2 separate regions of the Neogale vison genome follow, and region 1 is linked to region 2. A link is a contact called in public Hi-C data. All regions are on one chromosome and are shown on one strand. The core of a region is the stretch at or near the end of the contact, and the rest is flanking DNA. Distances in the headings are between cores, read along the strand shown. Region 1 overlaps UNC5B (netrin receptor UNC5B). Region 2 has its middle 31 kb from the start of PCBD1.

Region 1 (2,826 bases), core at 76-2,575, 320 kb before region 2:
TTCAGCTCAGGTCATGATCCCAGGGTCCTGGGATCAAGTCCCGCACCAGGCTCCCTGCTTAGCAGGGAGCCTGCTTCTCTCTCCGCCTCTGCCGGCCACTCTGCCTGCTTGTGCTCTCTTTCTTTCTCTTTCTCTGACAAATAAATAAATAAAATCTTTAAAAAAAATAAAAATTCCTTATTTTATTTTATTTTTTTAGATTTGGGGGGAGCATGAGACTCCAGATCTGTTTTCTAAAATTCTCTCAAAATGTTGGTAAAATATAGATCACCTAAAACTTAACCATTTTAATGTACACAGTTGAGTGGCATTAAAGTACATTCTGGGGTGTATTTTTAAGCCTGGGTGGTTCTGAAATCGGCAAGCTTTTCCCAGAAAAATAGAAGTTGGAAGGAGGGAGTAGGGAGAGAGAGTGAGAGAGAGCATGTTGTCGGGGGAGACAGACCGAGAAACATGGGGAAGAAACCAAAGCAGAGGCAGGCTGTGGGGCGAGAGGCCCCCCAGAACCTGGGCCTGGCTGGGGCTGCCTGGTACTGGCCACCTGTAGGGCACCAGCAGCAGCGGTCCCCTGGAGTCCTGGAAAGGACCCCCTCTGAGGGGCCTGGGGACACGGAAGCCCCCATCTGGCTTCGGGGGCACCTCTGGGGGTGCCCGGGACCCCGCGTACATCTTCCTGTTGGGATCTGGGCTCTGTCCCAGCACCACCTCCCTGGTGTTCTACTTAGTAAAACCAACCTCGTCTTCAAAGCCAACACAGCTGGAGGAGGAGACACAGCATCTTATGAACGGGAACAGAATCACTTCCCACGAACCCAGAGGCCCTCTGACAACAAGGACGGTCCCGGAATCTGGGTACGTGCTGGGGGGCCGGGGCTGCGGATGGGGCCGCTCCTCCTCGTTATGCAGGGTGCACAGCAGGTACTGGAGTGTGTAAGCGTGAGAGTGTGTGCGTGAAGAACGCTCGCCCCGTCGCCCCCAACTGCTCCCTTATGTAAGATGGGGACAGGGAGAAAAGGACTCCGTGCTCTTTCATTTGGTAGTGCAAAACCAGACAGGGACATGTGGCCAACGCTGGGGGAGATACAGATCCAGGATAAATCCCAGAGGGGAAACTGAGGCCCCGGGGGGGGGTGGGCGCCATGGCCATGTGAAGTCTCACACAGAGCCTAGGGTAGAGCCAGGCCCAGGACCCAGTGTCCCTGGCACCCCAGGGCCCTGGTGGTGACTGGACGAGTGGGGCAGGCTCACCCGTGGCCTCATCCAGGCCCTCCTGTGTGACGTGGTCATTCTGGCTGACCCACTCGCCGTTGCACTTGAAGTAGATCTGTGTGGCGGGGAAGGCGCGGCAGCGCAGCTCCACAGGCTTATTCTTCACAATGTAGGCGTCCTGGGGCTCCTGGAGGAAGTGGGGCAGGGGCTCAGCCGGTGCGGACGGGAAGGAGTCGGGGAGCACCTCGCTGCCGGAATCCGTGCCTGTGGAGGGAGGGCGGGCTTCATGAGGCTGAGGCTGGGGGGGGGTGCGGTGAGCAGCTGGAGACCAGCCGAGATGCCCTCTGTGACCCCGGCAAGGTCTGGCCCCTCCTGGGTCCTCAGTTTCCCCATCCCCCAGCTCTTACCAGGTTGTGCTTTGGAGCCAGTCCTAGCTCTCTGACCCTGGGTGATTCTCCTTCTTTCCAGACAGAGATGTCAGGGTGGCCCGGAGAGCTGAATGGATGGTCCGGGCCAGGACACCCCTCGAGCCCTCCCCAGTATCCCCTGAACTGGACCTACTAAGCCTCCCTCCGGTTTCCCATCGTGATGCCACAGGACGTGAAGGGCTGGCATGGATCACAAGCAGCCAGTTTCGCCCTAAAGCCACTGCTGCCCTTGGCAGCCCCAGCCTGCCAGGCTGGTGGAGGTGGGGAGACAACCCAGGACCCTCAGAGGCATGAGGTGGGGTCAGGTGGGGTGACTGCAGCAGGTCTGGTTCCTTGGTGCTTGGCCCCCCCACGGGGCCTCCTCCTCTGAATGCCTAAGGCAGGCAGCAGCATGGAGTGGGAGACCACATCCCCAGCAGCGTTTACACAGAGCCTCCCCTCCTCGGGGTGGTCTCTGCCCCACTCCTCAGCCCTTCCCACCTCAGCCAAATGCACACCCTCCACCCTAGGAGCAGACAAGAAAACTGCGCAGCCTGGGAACACAGATAGGCTGTGCCCACTACAACTCCTCCCCAACAAGGGGCCAAATGCGAACCCCGGCCCGCCGGCCTCTGTGGAAAGAACAGTGCCTCACGAGGTAAGACAAACAGGAAGGGAGAGGGTCCCACCACGACCAGCGCTGGGAGGGAGGGAAACTAGGCCAGGCCAGCCCATTGGTTCACTATCCACTTTAGGAAAATTGACTTTATGACACCAAGCGCCAAACAATCAGATGGCTGGGGCGAGCGATGGGGGTGCTAAGCTCCAGAGGGAACAATGAATTAAACCGCAGGGGTGTGCATCCGCCCAGCCCCTCACTGCCAGCCACGGCCTGTCACTGTCCCAGCACCCCAGTCCCTCCAGTGGGGTGGGGTCCCAGGAAGCACTTGCCTCCAGCCCATGTCACGATGGGACATGCATGGCCCTAGGGAGCCCCCTATGTCCAAAGGGGCCAAGGGGACACTCTGTTCTCTGCTCTCCAAGAGCAGAATGAACAAAACAAGCCATCTCTTTGTGGCCCAGGAGCTCCTGCTAAGACTTGGGGTGAGGGTGGGGGGGTTCCGGCGCTCTGAGAACATGCACAGGTTGTCACTGGCTCCAGACAGTCAGTCCCAGGGGGAGTGCGTGTGTGTGGCCCGCGGGAGCAAAG
Region 2 (2,958 bases), core at 346-2,845:
CTCGTCACCACCCCTATGGACTCCTGGTACTAGAAGGGCATCAAACAGGGATGTGGCCTCATCGGGCGGCATGGCATAGCTGAGACAGAGGAGTCCAGGTGACAGGGAGGTGGACAGAGGCAGGTAGTGGCCAGGACATGGAAGAGAATAAGACACATTCAAGAAAAGGAAAGGAAGTCATGTGCTGGGTTGCAGAGCAGGCTGCAGGCCCTGTGCTGGGGGCAGGGGCTGAATCCCATCCCAGGTTTCCAGCTCCCAGATCCCCTAGCCCCATCTCTGACCACCCACAACCCCAGATGCATCCCCTTGCTGATCAATTTATGCAAATCAAGTTACTGGTGCCTGCTGCTGCTCTTGGCCTCACCATCCAGCAGGTGCACTGGGACTTGGAGTCCCTGTGTAGACTTACCTGGAGAGTGTCCTGGCTACCGCCGCTGCCTGTCTCCAGGACACAGAGCAGCCGCGGTCAGGAGCCAGCACCTAGGACTCAAAGCAACACGGCATGAACACACTGACATCTCCAAAGCCACGGACACTTGGCTCACTAGCAACTTACCGAACTTGGCCGTAGACAAGGACTAGGTTGGGGGAAGGCATCAGGCGCTGAACGTTGGTACCTCCTATTTCACCCCAACAAAGAGACGAGGAAGGTCCTGGAGGCCTGTGACTTCCAGTCCACCCCAGGTCCTTCTGAAACCAGAGCAGGGCCGGCTGGGCTCCAGGCCCACGCTCTCTGCAGCCCGACCAGAGTCTCCATCACCGCCTCCTCCAGACAGGCTGACCTCCTCCCTCCACGTCCCTGGTCGCCTTTGTCCCCATTCAAGGCTGAGCCATGAACTTCACTAATCCTCAAGGGTCTGGGGGCCTGGACCGAGGGGTCCCCACCCTGCTCCCTAGGAAACTGGCCCAGGGGAGATTCACACTGAACAATTTCAAAATGAGCCCGAAGGCCATTACCTCTGGGGAGCGGTCCAGCCTCTTGCTTCTCTGTTTGAGAGACAGAGCCAGAGAAAGACAGGGAGTGGGGTGGCAGTGGGGACAAAGAGATAAAGAGACACGGAAGCAGGGAGAGAGATAAACGTGGCATCGTTGCTCACTACTTACACTCTGTATCCCCTAATGGGCATCCCGTCTGTCTTGCACGGCCCGGCTCCCCGCACAGAGAGACCCAGAGCAGGGGGCTATGAATGTTTGTTAAATGAAGGAAGGAGAAAGATCAGAAAGCAAAGATAGCAGACTGAGAGGAAAAGGCAAGGAGCAGTAGCAGGCTGAGAGAGTTGTTGGGTGCCTCTATCCTGTTACGTTTGTACATTTTTGCTAAGGGCAGAGGCTCAAAGTGCAGCAGGCCCGGCCCTTCTCCTCAGGACATCAGGTGTCAATAGTGAAAGGGAAGCCCAGCGCCGAGCTTCCGGCCCATCCCTCCCGAGCCACCCAGCTACCCCAGCACCCACAGGCCCAGCCACCCTCCTCCCGGCCGGGGCCAGGCCCCTGGGTGACTTGACACCACCCATGTGCAGAGCAAACAAAGCGGCCACGTGGGCATGTATGACTTATGGCTTTAATCTCCCTGATAGAAGGCCTTTAAAGATTATTTCAGGGATGAAAAAAAAATAATCCTGGGTAATGAATCACGGCCTTAAGAAGCTGATAAGCAGCAGGGAAGCTGGCGGGGCCTGAGTTCCTGATTTAATTAAAGTCTTATGGATACTCCCTGAAACAAAATCCATTGTAGCCATCAAGGTGATAAAAAGACCGCAGGTTACTTTAAACTAACTCACCTGCCTCGTGAATTTTCTTCCCGATGGAGGGGACAGATGAAGGAGCCATGTTATGGGGACCCAGGGCGGAGACCCCCAGGGATAGAAGGAAGCTCACGCAGCCCAGGAGCTGAAGTAGATCAGAGCCTGGAGGAGGCAGGATAATCCACTCAGACAGGGAGTGGGGTCACTGTGTATCTTTAGGTCACTCGCTGGCCCTCTCTGGGACTCAGTTTCTAATCTAACATCCAGGGAGGAAGAGATGGGCCCAGCTGGTCTTTGAGAGGCATCCCCGAGCTGGCCTTCAGGGTCCTAAGTCCCACCACGTGTCCCCTCACCCGACACCGCCCCCCCCCCACTCCTAGAGGTGAGGAGTAATGGGTGGTGTCCCACTGGGAAGGCCTTTCTCTCAGGATCCTGCCCCCAGTGCCAGCCTCCCCCAGCCACTGCTCCCCCTTCCCTGCCCTTCTGTGCCCCACTCACACACACAACTACCTGGCAAAAGTACAATTGCCAGCCCTCTTGGGGATATACTTCTGGTTCAGGGAGGGGGCGAGTGGCTGTATGTGTCCAGCCCAAAGGCACCATGGAAAGCAGGGCCTTCCAAGCAGGCAGGAGCCCGGGCACTCTTTCCCACTCCACCACCAGGCTCTGCCAAGGCTCCAGGGAGAAGTCAAGTGGGCTGGACCTGGAAGGACAGAAATAGAGCCCAGGAGAATGTGACGACAGCGGCCAGTGGTCTGTCCATCCTTCGAGACCAGTCGGTCCACAGGGAGTGAAAACGGCAGCTGGCTGGGTGGCTGGGTGCGCGCACGGATGGATGGATGGGTGGAGAGACAGGTAGGTGGACGGAGGAGCGAATGGCTGGACAGACAGATGGACACACAGATGAAAAGCATGCAGGGGAGGGGACTGACAGCTGAAGCTGGGTTTGGTCCCCTGGTGCCAACTCCCTCTCTGAAGCTCAAAGCCCTGGCAGCCGGGGCCAGTGCCCTATGATTGGTGCAGATGCATGGGTGGCCCCGGGCCCTGTCACCCATGATGGCCAATGCCATGGGATCGGGGTTGTCAGATAAATCTAGATTTTAGATGAATTAAGAATAATTTTCAGCAAGATTTTGTCCCAAATACTGTGTCTAGTTGCTCCATAGGACAACCCTACACAGAATGTCCCCTGGGCCCCATGCCTGACAAAGTGTGT

The links. Hi-C and Micro-C count contacts between places; a contact is called where the count stands out from the background.
Region 1: a Hi-C map of fibroblasts shows a contact between it and region 2, with 11 times the contacts expected there. The contact joins two enhancer-like sites. A contact is called at or near these places in 2 of 3 Hi-C or Micro-C datasets (fibroblasts and muscle).

The regions. Positions count from the first base shown.
Region 1 is chr2:185,336,175-185,339,000 of ASM_NN_V1, reverse strand. It overlaps UNC5B (netrin receptor UNC5B), which reads right to left. Exons shown (of 17, transcript XM_044239709.1): 2 at 1,249-1,473. Among named protein-coding and RNA genes, the nearest start is that of SLC29A3, 30 kb to the left of the region's middle. Within about 2 kb of position 1,325, the one cell type or tissue checked has open chromatin away from gene starts, as enhancers often do. A contact at or near this core is called in fibroblasts, where this site is marked.
Region 2 is chr2:185,013,393-185,016,350 of ASM_NN_V1, reverse strand. No RefSeq gene overlaps it. Among named protein-coding and RNA genes, the nearest start is that of PCBD1, 31 kb to the right of the region's middle. Within about 2 kb of position 1,595, the one cell type or tissue checked has open chromatin away from gene starts, as enhancers often do. A contact at or near this core is called in fibroblasts, where this site is marked.